2 separate regions of the Mus musculus genome follow, and region 1 is linked to region 2. A link is a contact called in public HiCAR-type data. All regions are on one chromosome and are shown on one strand. Each heading gives the region's core, a stretch centred on a gene start, on an enhancer-like site or on the middle of the called end of the contact. The rest is flanking DNA. Distances are from core to core; before and after follow the strand shown.

The links. HiCAR-type assays count read pairs that join an accessible place to other places.
Region 1: a contact with region 2 is called in a HiCAR-type map of astrocytes, with 3 times the contacts expected there. The contact joins the promoter of Osgep here to the promoter of Armh4 in region 2. A contact is called at or near these places in 4 of 39 promoter capture datasets (cranial neural crest, hippocampal neurons, maxillary cranial neural crest and 1 more) and 2 of 115 datasets of contacts at active chromatin or transcription factors (astrocytes and epiblast stem cells).

Annotation. Positions count from the first base shown.
Region 1 is chr14:50,920,737-50,926,178 of GRCm38.p6, forward strand. Osgep (O-sialoglycoprotein endopeptidase) reads right to left here and starts at 4,157. Exons shown (of 11, transcript NM_133676.2): 1 at 3,928-4,157. The coding sequence starts at 4,042. It overlaps Apex1 (apurinic/apyrimidinic endonuclease 1), which reads left to right and starts at 4,213. Exons shown (of 5, transcript NM_009687.2): 1 at 4,213-4,293; 2 at 4,477-4,588; 3 at 4,781-4,968; 4 at 5,425-5,442. The coding sequence starts at 4,534. RefSeq lists a promoter at 3,933-4,405.
Region 2 is chr14:49,780,139-49,785,569 of GRCm38.p6, forward strand. It overlaps Armh4 (armadillo-like helical domain containing 4), which reads right to left and starts at 3,245. Exons shown (of 8, transcript NM_026142.5): 1 at 3,130-3,245. The coding sequence starts at 3,138.

The DNA of each region.
Region 1 (5,442 bases), core at 2,907-5,406, 1.1 Mb after region 2:
AAGCAAAGCTCCACTTTGGTCATTCAGATTTGAAGCACTGGTTATGCCACATGCAGTCAGGCATTGCTCTGAATAGGGCTCTTTCTGCTGACTTCAGGAGTTACAGTTTTGGTGCATCTCAATGATCTGCTGGGTACCCTTCTCAGATGCCATGGTTTCTCTGGGATTCAGAAAGCTGTAGTGGGTCAGAGCAGCAGCAGACCACCAGTGACTGGACTGTTTTTGGTGAAAGTCTGGCTTTGGGGCTTCTCAGTCCAGCCACTAAGCTGGCTGTGACTAGTTTTCCTGTACAGTCTACTTGTTGTCATCACAATCTGAGAAATGGTTCATGCATGAGAACTGAAAACAATGGCTGTTCGATTTTCAGTCTGTTTATGAGGCATCAACTTACTGAGGGTTTTTTTGTTTTGTTTCATTTTAACTTTTCAGCTGTTTTCAAATATTCGATAATCACTGATTGGTCCATTCTGACTTCTTTGGTATGTATTTCTTTAGCTGTAAGGTCCGCTTCCACAACTGTTCTCAGTATACAGGTCGTAGCCAACTTCTGATAGCCATTTCAGTGCTCGGTCTGTCTCCTCTGCAAGTTCTTGAACAACCAAGGCTCTGTTTGTTAGCAGTTCCAGGGACCAAATATTAGGTATTGCTGGTGTTCCAAGCTACCCCCACTGCTTTCCCTCCCTCTCTAAACTCAGAGTAAATGACTTGATTCCATTTTTTATTGTTTATCTTGAGACAAGGTCTTATGATGTAGCCCTGGCTGGCCTGGAATTTGCTATACAGACTAGGGTCGCCCCACACTCAGAGATCTGCCTGCTTCTGCCTCCTGGAGTACTGGAATTCCAGGTTTATGCTCCCACACCTGGCTTTAGTCTTACTTTTTGTCTAACATCTTTTCCATAGTATAAGACAAATAAACAGCAAGAAATGTCATTAGCCAAAAATAAATAAAAAAATAAAAGCTCTTCAAAACCTAAATGTGGTAAATGCACATTAAGATGAGATATAATGACACTGAAGGGAAAGAGCCCCAATCTCATTGGCACAGGGGACAACTTCCTGAACAGAACACCAATGGCTCAGGCTCTAAGATCAACAATTGATAAATGGGACCTCATGAAACTGGAAAGATTCTGTTCAGGCAAAAGACACAGTCAATAGGACAAACTGGCAACCTACACAATGGGGAAAAAATTGTCACTAATCCCACTGATATCCGAAATATATAAAGAACTCAAGCTAACCACTAAGAAACCAAATAACCCAATTAAAAAATGGGGTACAGAGCTAAACAGAGAATTCACAACAGAAGAATCTCGAATGGCTGAGAAGCACTTAAAAGAAAAGATCAAAGTTCTTAGTCATCAGGGAAATACAAATCAAAACAACCCTGAGATTCCATCTCACACCAGTCAGAATGGCTAAGATCAAAAATTCAGGTGACAGCAGATGCTGGCGAGGATGTGGAGAAAGAGGAACACTCCTCCATTGTTGGTGGGATTGCAAGCTTGTACAACCACTCTGGAAATCAGTCTGGCGGTTCCTCAGAAAATTGGACATAGTATAGTATAGTACTACTGGAGGATCCCGCAATACCTCTCCTGGGCATATATCCAGAAGATGTCCCAACCGGTAAGAAGGACACATGCTCCACTATGTTCATAGCAGCCTTATTTGTAATGGCCAGAAGATGGAAAGAACCCAGATGCCCCTCAACAGAGGAATGGATACAAAAAATGTGGTACATTTACACAGGGAGTACTACTCAGCTATTAAAAAGAATGAATTTATGAAATTCCTAGGCAAATGGTTGGACCTGGAGGGCATCATCCTGAGTGAGGTAACACAATCACAAAAGAACTCAAATGATATGTACTCACTGATAAGTGGATATTAGCTTAGAAACTTAGTATACCCGATATATAAGATACAATTTGCAAAACACATGAAACTGAAGAAGAATGAAGACCAAAGTGTGGACACTTTGCCCCTTTTTAGAATTGGAAGCAATCACCCATGGAAGGAGTTACAGAGACAAAGTTTGGAGCTGAGACAAAAGGATGGACCATCTAGAGACTGCCATATCCAGGGATCTATCCCATAGACAGTCATCCCAAACGATGACACCATTTCATACACTAGCAAGCGTTTGCTGAAAGGACCCTGATATAGCTGTCTCTTGTGAGACTAGGCCGGGGCCTAGCAAACACATAAGTGGATGCTCACAGTCAGCTCTGGGATGGATCACAGGGCCCCTAATGGAGGAGCTAGAAAAAGTATCCAAGGAGCCAAAGAGATCTGCAACCCTGTAGGTGCAACAACATTATGAACTAACCAGTATCCCGGAGCTCTTGACTCTAGCTGCATATGTATCAAATGATGGCCTAGTCGGCCATCACTAGAAAGAGAGGCCCATTGGACATGCAATCTTTATATGCCCCAGTACAGGGGAACGCCAGGGCCAAAAAGTGGGAATGGTGGGTAGGAGAGTGGGGGGCGGGGGTATGGGGGACTTTTGGGATAGCATTGGAAATGTAATTGAGGAAAATACGTAATAAAAATAATATTAAAAAAAAAGAAGTAAAAAACCAACAAAGACACGTTTTAACGATGTAGAAAAACATACTCTACTTGCCTAGGTTTTAAGACATCCTCTTTTCTTTTTTTTCTAAAGATTTATTTATTTTATGTATGTACACTGTAGCTGTCTTCAGACACACCAGAAGAGGGCATTGGATCCTATTATAGATGGTTGTGAGCCACCATGTGAATGCTGGGAATTGAACTCAGGACCTCTGGAAGAGCAATCAGTGCTCTTAACCACTGAGCCATTTCTCCAGCCCAAGATATTCTCTTTTCAAATCTCTACTTTTGAGACAAGGTCACAACATAGGACAGCCTTAAACTCAGATCCTGTCGCAGTCTCCCAGGTGTCACCATTACAGACTGCACCACACACTCTGTTAGCTTTCCAACCTCTACATAGGCTACTGGGGTTTCAGAGATGGTGCTGGTCCACACACAATGTTCAGGAGCAATCTGAGTTTTACAAACTTCCTACTCTTTGTTAACTTTTCCTGTAATTCCATAGAACCCTATGAAAGGTCATATCGTTGGACTTAACATATGATAACTACAGCACTACAACTGTCAGTAGCTTCCCTTTAACCACACGTATCTCAGCCTCTGTGCTTTAGAGCCTACAAGAGTGAGTCCTAAACACACATATATTTCTACTATGTAACCTGAAACATTTCACCTGCTTAGGGAGCCTTCAGAGGTACATGCAGGTTATATGTGTGTGCAAGTTTTGGGAGAGGGTAGGCAAAATACAACTTGTAACTATATTGAGAGTCGTGCAGTGCCTGGTGCTTTTCACATAACTGTCCAAACCCACTGATACCCATTTCCATTCTAAAAGTACCGAAAAACAGACACCTAAAACAGATCGAAAATACAGGAACTCCTCCAGCTTTCCCTCCTCGTTGTAGATTACTTTTATATTTATCACGGTGCAGTGTAAACCAATCTCTATGTGCATCTACAGCGCTGCCTCGGAACACATATTTTCGGATGCTTAGCTCATTAAAGTTGCTCGATAAAATCAGAATACAACCGGGGGTAGTGGCTCATGCCTTTAATTCCAGCAGTCAAGAGTCTACACAGCAAGTTCCAGGTCAGTAAAGGTTACAAGGAGAGACCCTGTCTCAAAAAAATGCATGAAAAAACCCAAAAACAAAACCTGAACGAACCCACGTGACCTAGCCCCAGGTGTCTGACTCTTCTAGTCAAAAGTTACCAACCAAACGCACAATCAGGGGAGTCTGGAGTGGGGAAGCCTGTAAAATCTGACATAGGCAACAGTGTGGAATATCGGACAGAACAAAACTGGACAAGGAGCCGGGAAGCGCGGCCGCAGCCACTCACCGGTGCCCGGGGCCGTGACGTAAGTGCGCCGCGGGTTCGCCAGCACCGTGCCGTCGCGGACCACGCCCACGCCGATCTTGTTGGCGCTGCCTTCGAACCCCAGCACCGCGGGCATGGTGCCTCACGGCTCCCGGTCGTGAGGCCGAGTGACGAGCTGTAACCGGCACTACCACGAACAACCCAGAACCAAGCGAAGGGACTTTCGGGCGCCAGAAGTTATGTCACGAGGTGCCAGGAGGACCAATCATCGCGCTCCAGAACCACGTGGGGGCGGAGCCCTCGAATCACGTGACCACACCAATCGCCCACGTGGGAACAGGCAGACTCCATTCTTTGTGCCGTGAGGGTCTCTGGCTTCGTTGGGAGGTCAGGTACCTTGTTCTAGCGCGTTTCGCGACCCTGCTCGCTGAAGGGCCTAACGCGGGCGAGGGGCTGCATTGCTCGTGGCGGGCCAGGCCGGAAGAACCGCAGCCCCGGGTGTGCAAACGCCTACGGGAGGCGCCTCGCTGCCTCTCCTTGTGTTTTGATTTCATCGTTTCTTATCTGCAGGCAGCGCAGTAAACACTGCTTCGGTGCTCCAGGAGCCTAAGGGCTTTCGTCACAGCGATGCCAAAGCGGGGAAAGAAAGCGGCGGCCGACGACGGGGAAGAACCCAAGTCGGGTAAGCGTGCCCAACCCCACCCCCCAGGCAAGTTCAGGGCTTTACTAGACCGCCATGAATTACGGTAAATATGGACCAAGTTACGTTGCTGGGTTCCGAGAAGTTTGTGTAATTAGAACGCCTAATGAGGTTAGAGTTAACTCTGGCCTGAGGTTGGAACTGCCAGCTCTTACTACTTTACCCATTTTATAGAGCCAGAGACCAAGAAGAGTAAGGGGGCAGCAAAGAAAACCGAGAAGGAGGCCGCGGGAGAGGGCCCTGTCCTGTACGAGGACCCTCCAGATCAGAAAACCTCACCCAGTGGCAAATCTGCCACACTCAAGATATGCTCCTGGAATGTGGATGGGCTTCGAGCCTGGATTAAAAAGAAAGGTTTGGATGTGAGTACAGTTCAGAATCGGGAAGTAGACCTTTCTTGGTTGACTCGTCTTAAGGACCAATCATCTTGTTTCCTTTGAAACGTTATTTTTCGCGTCTGTAGATGCCCCCCCGGGGGGTTGGTGGAGGGCTCCTAAAAGCCTATATAAACCCCAACAACTCCCTCATTTCATTTTTTAAAAAAACTAGTCTAGACTGTTTGCCCCCCCCCCCCCCGCTTTTGGGTTACTTAGCATATCCTCAATCCCAGTAACTACTTAAGATCCAAATGGGAGCGAGCGTTCTGCAGTTGACAGCACATTGTGCTTCCGAAGGTTCCAGTTAGGTTTCCAGCACCCCAGTCAGGTGACTAACGGACACTCACTCACATACAAGATTTGTTTATATTCTGCTGCTCGAATGCCTTCTGTGTATAGCATGTAGCACATAAAATTTTAATTTTCCACATTTCCATTCAGTGGGTAAAGGAAGAAGCA
Region 2 (5,431 bases), core at 1,995-4,494:
CCTTTTAATCTTTCAGAAATCCAATCAGGGATTCTCTAATTGACAAAGGGGGAGAAACTCCTTTGTTGTTGTTGTTGTTAGGTATCTTAATAATCTCTTCATTTTGTGCTATCCTTGATCCTTACAGATCCATATGTCACTGATTTATCTTGTCTTTTTTGTAAGCATCAAGGTTCTCCTTGTCAATATTATTTCATTAGTCAACTCTGGCTCTATTAATCTAGCTACAGATCTTGGCATTATAGCACCACATTACTGATTCAAGGTGTTATTGGCAATGCTCACTGGTCTCTCATATTGGTTCTAAAATCTGGGCTGCAGCCATCCTTTACTGTAAATTAAAGAGATAGGATGACAAATGATCCTTTCAGCAGACTGTTCCATCACAGTGGAACAATAGAGAATGGAGTAGCTGCAGAGAATTATGTTCCCCAAGGAGCGCAGCAGCCCAGCCCGGTGCTGACTGAGAAGAGAGTGAGTAGGCAGGTCAACCCCCAGCAAAGTGCTCTCCCCAGGCTTCAGGCCACAAATGAGTGCTGCACATGGCTCCCTTCCAGAGCTTTGTCGATTTAATGATGCTAGCTAACAAACAAGTCCATGCTTCTTGTCTCAGGATATCATCTTATCCTTCGTAAGAGAAGTTGCCCTTGAAGATTAAAACATAATGTGCAACTTCTCTGGGAACCTTGGACAAACCATGACAACAAAGGTACCAGGTGGAAAAATAGAGATAAGGAGACTCAGACTCGTGCTGAGCCATCTCGGTCACCACCAACAGCATCACAAGCATTCTGTTTTCTTCAAAGGGTGGAGGACAGGAAAATAAAAATGACAGCAGACCTGAGAGGACTCTGAAGAAACTTAAATATCATGCAATGTGAGATATGTTAACACAGTTCTGATATACAAGTCCCTCAAACCACAAACAGTATTTCGAAGTATCTGTACCATCACTCAACTGTGGACTATATGTTCTTCACCTAACTTCATTTTTCAGATTTTCATTGGAGAATCCTGTCCTGATCAGTTTTCTACAGGAAGCAGTTGTTTCCATAGCAGGCAGTTCTTTTCAATGGCCCAATTTATAACTTTATTTCTGTCCTTTGTGGATCTGAACCTCACTGGCCTGGCAAGATCTCTAAGCACTAGTTGGCCTTTATGACGAAGCCCAACGAACTTTCAGAGATTTTTCTCACCACTAATAATTAAATACAATGTGAAAAAATAACACTGACCATACATATCTTAATTAAAAAATGAGTTTTCATCATAGAAAATAAATTCAGGCTACCTTTGAAGGGAAATTCAGTGAACAACAGCAATGCATCATGCGTGGGGGCTCGTCCATACGTTAACTCACAGCATAGGGGAAGAGGCAGGCATACATCTCTTAGCTCCAGGACAGCCTCATCTATACGTCTAAGCCTGGGCTGGCTGGGGCTACATAGTTAGACCATATCTCAAGGAGAAAAAGAGAAACAAAGAGAGGTGGGGGAAGGGGAGAGGGAGAAATGCTAAGAAAGGAAATCTTCATACAACTTGAAAGTTAACTTTAAAACTACTGAATAGGATGAAGCAGCACACCTGATATTCACAGGGGAAACTTTCTCTTAGGAGATGAGTTCATTTTCCTCATTTCTACTATGAACGTGCATTGAGCATAAAATACTTCTATAGTGACAAATGACCATAGGCTGAAGGTCCAGCAACCAAGATCCACTATGTGCAGTCAGGAGCCTCCCAAGAAGACAAAGGCAAATCTACATTGCCCTAATTGGCTCTGTTGCTGTAGCTACCTTAGACTTGGTGAGCCTTGGGGAGTTTTGCAATCAATATTAAGGCAGCTGCATAAGTGTGTAGTTCATTAGTCCAGCCGATGTCACAAATGCTACTGTATCCATAAGAGCAAACCAGGCTGGCTTTATAACCCTGAACAATAGGAGCAGCATTCTGACCCTGCAAAGCCTCCCTCTGGACTCCGACTCTTAGTGAATGATGCTAAGGATTTGCTGACTTCAGCTGCCTGCTCAGAAGATGCTTAGCTGAAGGAGACACACAGGGGCTTAATAGACTTCACATCAATAAAAACACAAAAAGAAGGGGGAGGCATGCAATTTCTGACCACGTATTGGTCCTCAGTGAAGAGCTCTTTCAGAACTCTGTGGGTGGTTTTCTAATCTTCTCTGAAATCCTCTTAGGTTTCAAAGGAAAACTTGCAAAGAAAAAAACATTGCAGACACTTGAAGAAGCCTTCTTTGCTATATTCCACAAGAGAGCTGCACTTTAATTTGGTACCCAAGTTTTCGTTCTAAGGAGAGGAAAGAATGTCTCATCTTGGAGAGCCCTGAATTCTTTGGCTGCTCCCTAGTTTAGCCAGGGTTCTAGTTTCCACAAGATTAGAATCTATATTGGCCGGCCTCTGTCAGTGACCAGGACACACATGCTAGGTCTCAGTGCCTCAAAACTGTGCTCTGTGCCTTGCTTGAGTGCCAAGCGCTGCAGAGTTTTCTCCCAGCTTGACCCCTAGTTCGTTTTTTTTTTTTTCTAATTAGGTTAAGTTCCCAGGGAGTGTCCTTCATTTGTCCTGGGGTACCCAGGAGAGCAAGAAGGCTCCCTGACATTCCTGCATCAAACATTCAACTATTTTTGTTTTTGTTTTCTGTAAAGTAGCAGGACCCTTTGGGGAGGCCACAGCAGTGCGCATTCGCTCCTCCATTGCTAGCTCTTAGTGGTACAGGAACACTGGGACCCAAGCTTTGAAAATGAACCACGGTCTTGAGGAACTTATCTTCCACAAGGTTGAACTGTAAGGGGAGGGGAGCAAAAGGAGCAAGTCCACACAAAAGCAGTCAGCCAGGAAGCTCTTCCTGTACAAAGGTTGCTCCCAGGTGCTGAGCAGCAAGGCTGGGTTGGACCAAGTAGTGCTGAAAGCCTTTCCCCGGCCTGCAAGATTCCTCCAGGGCTCACGGAGCTGTCCCTGCTCAGTCAGAGCCTGGGTACTGTGTTCCGGGAGGGTGCAGGGAGCTCCACCCTAGGGCTGCCCCACTCACAGAGCAAGCCCGCGCAGCCTTGGAATCCCGCCCCACCCCTGCCTCTCGCCAGGTCTGCAGAAGCCGGGCTTGTCCTCACCTGGAGCATTCAGCACAGCTGAGCGCGAAGGAAAGTGGCAGCGCCAGTGCCAGCCATCCCTGCCACGACTCACGTAGAGGCCGCCTACACTCCCTTGGCTGTCTGGGATGCTAGAGGGAGGGCGCTTGGCTTTGTTGTTTATTCATAAGACTGCAGCTAAGGCTAGGGATTGGCCAGCAGATAGGTACGCCCGCCTCTCTTGCAATGACGAGCTCAGTCACCACGCCCCTACAGTTTTGTGGACTCCGCTAACGCACAGGGCTGGATTAGAGTAGGACACCCGAGCCCGGGGCCCTTCAAGAGACCCTGCCCCCAACTGTCCCTCTTCACATCCTTGGCTTCTGCTGCAGCTCTCGCTACACTTTCAGAGAGGACACCAGATCACTGGTCCAACCAGAGCAGGAATTTCTCTGGTGTCTTGTAAACAAGCGGCACTCAGTCCTCAGATGCAGAGTGGTCCCTGTGGGAAGAGTGGGCATCTTGGTGGAGCTACTAATCAGAGGAACTCTGCAAGAACTGTTCCTGTCATTCAATCACATGTGCTAACTATCAAGTAGAAAATAAGAGTTAATAGGAGTCCGGGATTCTTTGCTCCTTCTGACACAAAGCAAGGTGCCATATAAATTACTGCATAAGAGCTGCACAAAAGCTCTGAAAATTAGAATGATCCCTTGAATGTTGAAGGTTCAGGACTACAGTTGGTGCAATGACCTAAGGCAGGGTTGCCCTTGCCTGTTATCTTTGAGCCTGTCAGGGACTCAGTTTCCCTTTCATTCTCCTAATTGTGAAGGGAAAGAAGTGAGGTTTAGAACAGGTCACACAGCACTCCCCCCTCGGTTCTGGTTCATAGGATAGCCTTTCTTCATGATGACCTTTTAAGGAGAGAGAGAGACAGAGAGACAGAGACAGAGACACAGAGAGAGAGAGCATGCACAAACGCACGCTTATCTTTGACGTATGCACCATCATCTTACTCTTCCAACTCCCCTTTACAACAGTTTGGTATATTTGAATGGAAGCCAGCAAGTGATTTTTGAATGGAATATGATTAAATTTAATTGATGGATGAAATCTATACTCTATACATGTGTTCAGCTCAATACATAATCCATTGTATGGTGACCAGGTCTCCTGCCAGATTAACCACACCCAACTAAGTGATATTTCAGAAGTTTCTTTTAAAGTCAATGGTTTGAAAATCAGGTCATGTCTTTTCATTATAAAATGTTCTATAATACGTATGGTAAGGTCCGAGCCAGCACACACACAAAAAAATGGATCAACTAAGCCCAAATTCTGGTAATTAAGAGAACTAAGGAAAACAACCCTAATGCTAAATATTGAGTCCAGAGTTCCAAGCTATGTATAAGAGATGGCAAGAGGATGCTATTCTCATTCCTCTCACATCCACAACCTGACCCATCCACAAACTTTATCTAATCAAAACTTCTTTGACATCCTCTTATCTCTGTTTATGTCTCTTGCCATGACACTCCAAAGTCAGAAATGCAGAGTGCCACTTAGACCCGCTTAATGCTGTCATTCTCTGAGGTAGCTCTTTCCCATGGGAACGGCTTTCTCTGCAGTGGCAGAAAATGATGTCAGCTGTGCAGTAAAGCTAAAACAATCTTCTCGAAGCTCATTTATAATAATTCTTTATCCTGCCCCAAACGGTCAACACTACTTTAAACAGCTCTACTTGGTAAGGTTTATCGCAAAAGCTGCTGTTAGTACACAGCAGGGATAAAAATCTATTCTACCCCACCTCATCACACACAGGATCTGTAGACCAGAAAAAGTGTTCTCTGCACATTAAAACAATAAAACTACACATTATGAATGTTACTCCCTTTAGTGGGTAAGGCAACAGATTGTATGTTGTGTGTGTGTGTAAATTTGCATAAATTCATATGTGTACACACGCCCACAGCTGTTTCCAAACAAGGCATCAAATTTAGAAACGGAGTTTGAGGACTTGTAGGTTTAGAAATTCTCTATTTAAAGAATTCTCAGTTAAGTTTTAATTTCAGATAAACTATATCTAACTTTTAACTTTACTATAGATTAGCTTTGCAATGGGAAATACCTAGTTTTAAAAGTTAATATAAGGTCTGGAGGGACTGTACAGAGCCTAGATTACACGCTGCTTTACCAAAGAACCAGGACTGAATCCCAAGCAACCACAAACACTACACACATATCTGTAAGTCAAATAGCATCAAATCTAACACCTTTTTGTGGCCTATGTGGGCACCAGGCAGGCAAGTTTTGCACAGATATACATAATCCCGATGAGACACCC